Linked DNA regions of Cricetulus griseus: region 1 is linked to region 2. A link is a contact called in public Hi-C data. All regions are on one chromosome and are shown on one strand. Each heading gives the region's core, a stretch centred on a gene start, on an enhancer-like site or on the middle of the called end of the contact. The rest is flanking DNA. Distances are from core to core; before and after follow the strand shown.

What was found. A called contact is a pair of places that touch in the nucleus more often than the background predicts.
Region 1: a Hi-C map of the CHO-K1 cell line shows a contact between it and region 2, with 2.4 times the contacts expected there. The contact joins the promoter of Galnt2 here to the enhancer-like site in region 2. A contact is called at or near these places in 2 of 8 Hi-C or Micro-C datasets (the CHO-K1 cell line and fibroblasts).

What each region holds. Positions count from the first base shown.
Region 1 is chr3:200,922,647-200,927,385 of CriGri-PICRH-1.0, reverse strand. It overlaps Galnt2 (polypeptide N-acetylgalactosaminyltransferase 2), which reads right to left and starts at 1,257. Exons shown (of 16, transcript XM_027404850.2): 1 at 1,077-1,257. The coding sequence starts at 1,199.
Region 2 is chr3:200,738,914-200,744,018 of CriGri-PICRH-1.0, reverse strand. No RefSeq gene overlaps it. Among named protein-coding and RNA genes, the nearest start is that of Urb2, 36 kb to the right of the region's middle. Within about 2 kb of position 2,443, at least 1 of the 6 cell types and tissues checked has open chromatin away from gene starts, as enhancers often do. A contact at or near this core is called in the CHO-K1 cell line, where this site is marked.

The DNA.
Region 1 (4,739 bases), core at 8-2,507, 180 kb before region 2:
GACATTCAGGGTCTGACTAGGGGTAAAGTCGGCTCAGTGACAGTCCTTCCTACTCAACACCCTATCCCCTATCTCCCGTAGCCATGGTCTATTCCATCCCGTCTTTTCCGGTGGTGGTGTGTCATTCAACATCAAGCAAGGAGGATTACAGGGCTTTGGAAAAGATAACTATGCTTTGAAGCTCATTAGCTAGTAAAACACAAGCCCCTGATGCCCAGAGCAGACAGAACCAACACACCGGCAAGGATCTCACGCTCTGTGTCTGGCCGGTACCAAGCCGAGATGACTGCCAAATCAGGACCTATAAGCTCTAAGCGACCCGTGGTCCCCACAGCCTCACCACTCAGCCCTCAGCGCAGAATCCATCAGAAACACACACGGAGGACAGGGACTTGGGGTTAGGAAATTCAAGTGCAAGAGGCTAGGCAGTTCCCGCCGCCGTGAGGGGCCAAGAGCCGAGGTGGGCAGTGTAGCAAGTAGGAGAAAAGGTCTGGCAGGACCGCAGTCCATCCTCACTCCCTCTGGGTGCAGGGTGAGGGGCATCGGGTGGGATGACTCCTCTGATCGCTCGAGCACAGAGGTTCTGGTGGGACCGAGATCCCCATGATCCCGGAGCAGGACGTCCAGGGTCGGGATTCGAGTGCGGGTGGAGTGTGGCTCAGGGAGCACAGGGTCTCGGGTGACAACGATCACCAAGATCCCGGAACTGGGAATGAGGGTCCTGGAGCGTGCTGGACGGAGAGCGAAGCAGGGGGCAGGCAGTGTGGTCCCTACGATCCCGGCACAGGGAGTAGAGCGCAGTGGATCCATAGAGACAACAGTCCCCAAGATCCTTGCGCAGGGCGTTAAGTGGCTCGGGTGCTCGCGCCCCCCGTGCAGGAGGCAAGTCGCTGTACCCAGAGTCCCTGGTAAGCGGAGCAGGGCCAGGGCTCGCACTCCTGGCCTGAGGGCCCTTAGGAAACTTGACTCGCGCGTGAGGGCCAGGGTCCCCGCGGCTCCTGCCCAGAGCCTGGAACCACTCTCCGTGCACGGAGCCTCCCAGGCCCGGGTCGGCGCACAGGCCTCGCGGCACTCACCTTCCTGCCGGCGCCGCCCGCGCCCGCGGCCAGAGCGGAGCCGCCCCCCGAGTACATGTAGTAGGCGATGCCCAGCACCCAAAGCAGCGCGAAGCACAGCAGCATCCGCGAGCGCCGCCGCATCCTCGCACTGGGCGGCCGCCGGGCAGCTGGCGGCGCGCGGGCGGAGCGCGCGGCGGGCGGAGCGCGGGGCGGCGGCGCGGGAAGACGCGGCAGCGGGCGGCGGGCGGCGCTCGGCGCCCGGCAGGAAGCGGCGGCCCGGCGGCGAGGTCAGGGAGCAAAGGGCGACCAATCGACGCTGAGGGGCGGGGCTGTGGGCAGGGCCTCGTCTCCATGGCAGCGGAGCCCCGCCCACCGCGCGTCCCGGGGAGTGGCAGGTGGCGGTCCAGAAGGCTTGCACGCGGGTTCCCGAAGACCTGGAGTGGTCCTAGTCCAGTCTGCAGAGGTCGCCCCGGCCCGGCGTCCGTCTCATTTACTATTTGGGTTATTGGGTTTTTATTTTTTATTTTTCCTTTTTTTTTTAAAGTACAAGGTTTCTTTCTATAACCCAGACTGGCCTCGAACTCACTATCTAGCCCAAGCTGGCCTCAAGCTCACAACACTCCTCCTGCATCAGACTCCTGAGTCTTGGGATGACAGGCCTGCACCACCCTGAAGTTCGAACAAGACTAAGACAGGGAAGGTAGATTTCAAGAAACTTGCTTGTGAAGAGCCCACCTGCTCTTAAGAACAAAATAGCAGTAGTTTTAAATAAACATGAAAATGAGGGGAGAATGATGGCAATTTATGTTTTTAAATCTTTTATTTTTTGTTGGTTGCTTTCTTGAAGGAATAAGTTGAGCAAAGTAATCCACTTAATAGACCAGACAGCCAGTTCTCTGACAGCAGCTCTCTGGTGACTGTAACCTTGGCCATGCCCTTGTGACTCTGTAAGTCCCTGTGTCTGAAAAAGATTTTCCAGTACTTGAGAGACTGCAACTATTTCTGAGATCTGCACAGACTTCAGGAGGCAGGGACTGACTGCCTGAGAGGTAGTCTACCCAAGCCTGAACAAACCAAAGGCACAAGCAAGCCTTTGCTACTAGGATTTTGAGCCTTTCCTGAACTCCAAACTTCTTGGAAATGAGGAGGAAGAGCCACTCAATTCCAATAGATACCCCATTCCAGCAGATACCCCATTCCAGCAGACACCCTAGACACCCTATTCCAACAGACACCCTATTCCAACAGATACCCCGCTCAAGCAGACACCCTGTTCCAGCAGTCACCCCGTTTCAGCAGACACCCTGTTCCAGCAGACACCCTATTCCAATAGATACCCCATTCCAGCAGACACCCCGTTCCAGCAGATGTCCTTCACTACTGCCAAGACCTTAAGGAAGACAGGCTTGTCATCACCATAAAGAGAAGTCCAATTCCAAGAATGAGACTCTGAACACTGTAATGACCAGGGAAGAGTTCTGCAAACACTGAACAATAGATAACAGGCTTGAAAAAGCCCAGAGTCTTGGGAAAAGTCAGATAAGTGGGAACAACTGTGGCGAAGGGAATGAAGGAATTGAGGAGGAAACATGACAAACCCTGAGGAATAAAAGGAAAGAAGAGCAGCCCCCCGCCCCCCAGCACGGGCATCATCTGCTTATGATTGCACCTCAGTGGAAGACAGAAGAGAAAGCTCTCACCTGGAAGCCTGGCCCCAAATGCTTCCTAACTGAAAAGCTGAAAGACAGAAAAAAAAATGTCACTGCAAAAAGAAAACAGAAAATTAATCATATTTCTGATTGTTGAAAAGGAATCTTAATGTTTCAAATGATACCCCACACACACACTGACCAGTGGTGGATGTGTTTACCTGTATGTACTCTCAGCACTCAGGAGGCTGAGCCAGGAGGATTGCTATTAAGACTAGCCTGGGCTACAAAGTGAAAGGGGAAGGGGTGGAGAGATGGCTCAGCAGTTAAAGCACTTGTCATGCAATCGTGAGAACCAGCAGTTTGGATCCCAGGAGCCCACCTAAAAGCTGGGTAGGCTTGGTGGCCTGCCTGTAACACAGGGCATGGAGGTAGAGGGAGAAAGTCTCTAGGGCAAGCTGGCTAGCTAGCTAAGCAGAGAATCAGCAAGTTGAGGGCGTAAGTGGGAGAACTTGTCTCAGTATATAAGGTGGAGAGCTATCAAGGACCACACCATAGATCAACGAACAGCCTCCACACACACATGTTTACATGTATACACATGTACCCACCAAGCAGGAACATGTAAGCTCTGGCCTTCACACATGTATACTACATACATACACACACATGCATATACACACATGCATATACACATATGTACACCACACAGACATTCCCATGCAAAAAAAAAGTAAAAAAGAAAAAATGGAGAAGACAAAAGGAAGGAAGAGGGAGAGAAGAAAGGGAGGGGATTGGAAATAAGATAAAGAAGTACAAAGGTTCAGATGGAAGTTGTTGGAAGCCAAGAGAGAGGAGCAAAAGTAGGTTGAATTGAAATCCCTAATGAGAAAACTTCAAAAGTAAAACAAAGTCAATATTAAAATGTTAATCTCTCAGTTTTAATGCCTTTAATGCCAGCACTTGGGAGGCAGAGGCAAGCAGATCTCTAAGTTCAAGGCCAGCCTGATCTACAAAGGGAGTTCCAGGACATCCCAGGGCTACACAGAGAAACTCTGTATTGAAACCCTCCCTCCATAAAAGTTCATCTCTGCTGGCCTGTAACTCAGGGGTAAGTTCTTACCTACCATGAGCAAGGCTCCGGGGTTGAGCCCAGCATCATCACCACCCAACAGTACTTCCCATTTTAATAGATATTTTTCAACAACTATTGTCTGGAAAATACTCCAGGAATAATGGAAATGCAACACTATACATGAAAAGTGACTTCCATACACCTTGGGAAAATGATGTGTGATAACCAAGACAGACTTTAGCACTTCTTTTTTTTTTTTTTTGACTTTTTTTAAAATTACAAACAAGATTGAATTACATCCCTTCCTCCCCTACCACTCCCCCACCCCGCAACTAAAACCCTACCTATCACATATCCTTTCTTCTAAACTACACCTGACTCAACCTTTCTGCTCCCTCATGACCTCTGCTTCCTTCCTTTTCTTCCCTTCTCACTCTCGTAGCTTCCTCCCCCCTCTTCCCATGTTCTCAATTTGCTCAGGGAATGGTGACCCTTTCCCCTTCTCCAGGGGACAAAGTTTGTCTCTTTTAGGGTCCTCCTTGTTTACTAGTTTCTCTGGCAGTGTGGATTGTAGGCTGGTAATCCCTTACTCTATGTCTAAAATCCACATATGAGTGAGTACATATCATGTTTGTGTTTTTGTGATTGGGTTACCTCGCTCAGAATGGTTTCCTCTAGTTCCATCCATTTTCCTGCAAATTTCAAGATTCCATTGTTTTGTCTGCTGAGTAGTACTCCATTGTGTAAATGTACCACAATTTCTCTATCCATTCTTCGGTTGAGGGGCATCTAGGCTGCTTCCAGTTTCTGGCTATTACAAATAGTGCTACTATGAACATCCTTGAACAGATGTCTTTGTTGTATGAATGGACCTTAGCACTTCTTTAGATAACTATTACTTAAACTAGTAGAAACATTGTGTGCTTCAGTAAAGAGGGGTAAAGTGTTTGCTGCACA
Region 2 (5,105 bases), core at 1,194-3,693:
CTGCCTCCTGCCTGCCAATCAGGGTACAAGCTCTCAGCTATTGCTCCAGTGCCATGCCCACCTACCTGTCACCATGCTTCCTGCCATGATGACCATGGACTCTAACCCTCTAAAACTGTAAGCAAGTCCTCACTTAAATGATTTATAAGTTGCCTTGATTGTGGTGGTTTGAATAGGTGTGGTCCCCACAGACTCATGTGTGAATTCTTGGCCCACAGAGAGTGGCACTATTCGGTGTGACCTTGTTGGAATAGGCCTTGTTGGAGGAAGTGTGTCACTGTGGAGGTGGGCTTTGAAGTCTTAAAAGCTCAAGTCTGGCCAGTGTGACAATTTTTCTTTCTGCTGCCTGTAGATCAAAGTGTAGAACTCTCAGCTCCTTTTCTGGTATCATGCCTGCCTGCATGTCGCCATGTCCTGCCATGATAATGGACTAAACCTCTGAAACTAAGCCAGCCCCAATGAAATATTTTCCTTTCTAAGAGTTGCTGTGATCATGGTGTCTTTTCACCGCAATAGAAAAGTAACTAAGACACCAGGTATGTGATCCAGGAGCAAAGACTACAAACAGCACTGGTTAGTGTGGCACACTCTGAGACCTTTTGTCAATGATTCCACTATCAGCGTCTGACTTTGGAGAACAATTCAGTGTCCAGAGACACACACCAAACCCAGCCTCTAAGCTAGGCAAGAGCCCAATGCCCTACACCCTGCACTTCCTTCTGCCCAAGGGGTAAGATGGAGCAGCCTGGCTACCTGCAGTCATTACCACCTGTCTTTGAGCAGCACTATCCCACTTTGCAGCCAGACTTGCACATATCTATGTGAGACATTATCTGGTAATGATTGCTTTAAGCTCCCTGCAGAACCCTCTCAGAGCCATGTCCCCCCGCCCTTTACTACTCAGCTCTTGCCTGTCCTCAACAGAAATGGCTCTTGAGGTCTCTCTTACGACTTTTGGTTTAGTGATGGTTGGAGAGGAAGGGGGGGGTTGATTGCTTTTCTTCTGGGATCTAGTCTAGACTGATTGAAACTTGCTGGTTATACATATCTCAGTCTGAAACAATTCTATCTACCACTTTTTTTCTTCCTTTCATGGCACAGTGAAGTTTCACAGAATAGTCCAAGTTCTGATTTTAACTGATTATTTCCTTCTGATGTCATGTGTTCTACTACTTCATCTGTCATATTCTTGTGTAATGTTTAAGGGAGCATTCAATAAAAATACCAAGGAGAGCTGGGGCTGCTCAGGTGGTAGAAGGCTTTTCATAAAGCCCTGGGTTTGACCTCCAGCACCACATAAACTATGACGGCACAGGCCTATGATGGAAGATTAAGAGTTAAAGGTCATCCTCAGCTACAGAACAAATTTGAGGCCCCACCTACCCTCACTGTCTCAATGCCTCTGTGCCAGCACATATTTTTGGTATTGTCTGGGTACTATGCTCCATAGCTACTCCTTTTGCCCCGTATCAAGACAATACTGATTCCCAAGACATATTTGACTACATGAGGCAGCACAAGGGTCCTTCTTGGGCAGTGATGGTGGGCAGGGCAGCTGAGGCAGCAGTGGACAGACTAAAGTTCTCCCATGTAGATTCTGTTTTGGTTTAGGGTTCTTTGGTTTGCTTGAGTGTTGATATTGTTGAAGCCATGAGAGCTTCTTGCTAAGCAGTCCAAGTTGGCCTTGAACTCTACCTCCTCCTGCCTGTCTCCCAAGTGCTGGGATGACAAATGTGTTCTACCATGCCCATAGAGTCAGTTTGCTTTTAAGAGGGAAAGAGTCCTTGCAAGTACAAATGGCCACTGGCATGGATGACCAGAGGCAAGAAGAGGAGGCTGTAAGTGATAAGGGCTGGACTAAGGGAGAATGAGACAACACTGTGGGGGATGTATAATGGAGGACCTGATGACATACGCCTGCCAGGCTTTCAGCTCAAGACATGACAAATTGTTCAAGAAGCAGAAATTCAAAGCTTAAGAGGAGAACTTGCCCAAAGGAGGCTAGTGATCCAATGGAAGAGATGAAAAGAGAATGAGAATATCAGAATTTTAGGGGTGAGGAGAGGAAAAGAAGCCTATGGTGCAGGAACCTTAGAACAGAGTGGAAACCCAGGGAGGTCTTACATGAGGAGGCCAGAGAGGAAAACTGAGGACCCACTACAAGGCTGGGGTCCTGGATCATGCACAAAGGGCAAGGTTAGAATGCACACAGCAGAGGTGGGCACTTCTACCAAGTGTTCTTAGTGAAAATAAGGAGCTAGTAGGAACACAGAAGGGACACAGGGCTGGGCCAGGCTGGTTTAGAATCAGAAAATTCTGTGCATCTATTTATAAATAGAAGGGAAAGTGATATGAAAAAAATGCCATTGCAGGCTTCTTGTTGAGTCAGAGAACCACAGCCACAGATACCATGAGACCACACAATCATTCAGTCCTTAAACAGGCCACACCCTCCAGGAGGACATGAAGGCATAGCAGGCACATGTTATATGCCAGGTCTGCTTTCTCATCTGTATGTGCTGTGTCCTCAAGGTGTACCAGGCCAGATGTTCCTTGCTAGGTTCTTGACCTTCAATGGCTTCATTGCCAAGAGCTTTTAGCCCCAAACACCAATGCTTTCACCTCCAGAAAGGCCAGCTTATGTCTTGCAGTTTTAGCCAATGTCAGTTTTTGACGAACAGCCCCTAGGTCTTCCTTTATAATGAAACCATTTCCCACTCTCACCAGCTTATTCACTACAGGGCATTTTACACACTTGTTGCCTTCTCTTAGCATTTATGCTGCAATTAACCATAACTTCACCATAAAACCATAACCGAAGTTATGCTGCCTCATGGGTGATTCTTCCTCAGAAGAGAAGCTGTTCCTCCTGGTAGCTGGACCAGTGAAGGGGAAAGCAGGATTTGAAGAAAATCCATCACTGAGGCCTTACCACCAAGGAAGAATATTAGGGGACTCATATCTCAATAAAGTAACAATAACAAAAGGCGTTGAACTGGGGATGCTAATGAGCACCATGTGGACATGGCAGTAAGGAACAAGATACATGAAACTGAAGGACAAAGGGTAAGCCAAGGGTAGGCTCCTTGAACAATGGAAGCTAAGGGACTTCAAATGAAGAGGTTCAAGTGCAAGATTTCTGTTAGTGCCTGATGGCAGGAGACCAGAAGTAGCAATTCTGGGATGAAGGGCCAGAGTGGCAGGGTCCCCAGCATAGACCCTGAGGTTTAAAAAAAAAAAAAAAAAGCCCACAGAAAACAAAAAGGGCAAGCTGGGAATGGGTAAAATTACCACAGGCAGAAGTGGCAGGGAGTTGAAGTCTGATACACAGAGAGAAGTAGGAGAGTGGTATAGTGGAATATTCCTTCATACATGTGTGAAGATGTGTCACTGTGGTTGGTTTAATAAAGAGATGAATGGCCAATAGGTTGGCAGGAAGAGATATAGGCAGGACTTCAGAGCAGAGAGAGAACTCTGGAAAGAAGGCAGCACCGCAAGCCTGACAGAGGGAACAGACATGCAGGAGGAGAGGTAATAGCCACAAGTTATGCGATGAATTGAAATGGGTTAAGTTATAATATCTAGTGGGACAAGCCTAAGCCATAAGCTGAACTCTCATAATTAATAATAAGTCTCCATGTCATTATTTGGGAGCTGGCTGGCAGGACAGAGAAAGACTCATTACAGAGTAGAAATGACCAACTGACTCAGACAAAATGATTAGGATGATAGAAATTACATCTTTTGAAACTGCATACTGCTTACTAGATACAGATTGTACAGGAAAGATAGGGAATAATGGGAGAATTACCAATACAGAGTCAGGAAGAATATAAGGGTATTTATTAGGAGATGCCTTACTTACAGAGTGACCTAGCCAGCTGGCAGGGCAGGAGTAAGTACAGCAAGCCAAAGATGAAAAGGAAGAAAAGGCTTCCATGTGTGTGCCCCTCACTCTTAAACCTTCCCTAGTCACCCTGACCACATCCTTGCAGGCATGGTCAGGCATACCTGTAGCCAGCCCCTAGCAGCCGTGGTTACCGTGTCCCCTACAAGGGAAGGTAAAATAAAGACAGAGAGGAAGAATATTTAGAAGATGCTCAAGAGAATGAGACTCAAGAAGTGATAAGTCTGCCACTGTACAGTGGATTTTAAAAAACGAAAGTGGGAGAGCTTAGCTGGGCACTCTTGTGTAAGCCTGTAATCCCAGCATTTGAGAGGCTGGGGCAGGATCATCAGTTCAAGGCCAGCATTGGCTACACAGAGAGCCTTAGCTATGTGAGACCCTGTCTCAAATAAAGAGAGTGAGCTCAGAAGGTACAAGAAGGCTAGAAATAAATCGGAGTAATCCCTGTGAACTGCCATTGAAAGCAAAACTGAAAACATGAAGCAGCAGGGCATAAAATGGGTCTGTGAGGAACTGAGTCAAGAAGATTGCAGCGGACAGGCTCTGGAAATCATCTACTGTGGCCCACAAGGAGTAGCTGAGGGCAAGAAGTTACTATGTTTTCTTTGGAGTCCCTTTCCCCAAACATTCTAGACTGCCCGGGCACTGCCTTCAAAATAACAGAACAGGGATTCCCCCACATGGTGCCTTCTCAGCCCCAGCTCCCATCACATGTCCAAAGCAGGAAGACAAGTGATTTCAATCAGTTCTTCTAGATCAACAACCTCCAGTCCCCTGGTCCTCCACTCCACTCCATGTCTCCCCTTCCAAGACTTGTCTGTCACTCATTATCAGTAGCCCTGATAAAAGTGAACATTGCACAGGACTGGCTTATGTAGGGATATTGTGCACCTGTTGAGTGGCTTGGGATTTGAGTTAAAGCAGGTCTACAGGGCTACTGGCTGAGCATCAGCCCCTCTGCCTAGGTCTCTGTGGTGCGTCCCTCTGACAGCCCTCCAGTCTGAGTCCCTCCACATGTGCCACTGGAGGATGCTCTCTGGCCCTCTGAATCAGCAAAGCAGATCTGGAAATGACTTGCCGAGAAAGATTTAAGGTTACAGAGGAATGACTGAGGCACTAATAACCACTCTGGGAATGGGAACCCATCGGGGCCCACACTTCTGGCACAACACAATTGAGGAGGCTCCAGATCACATTC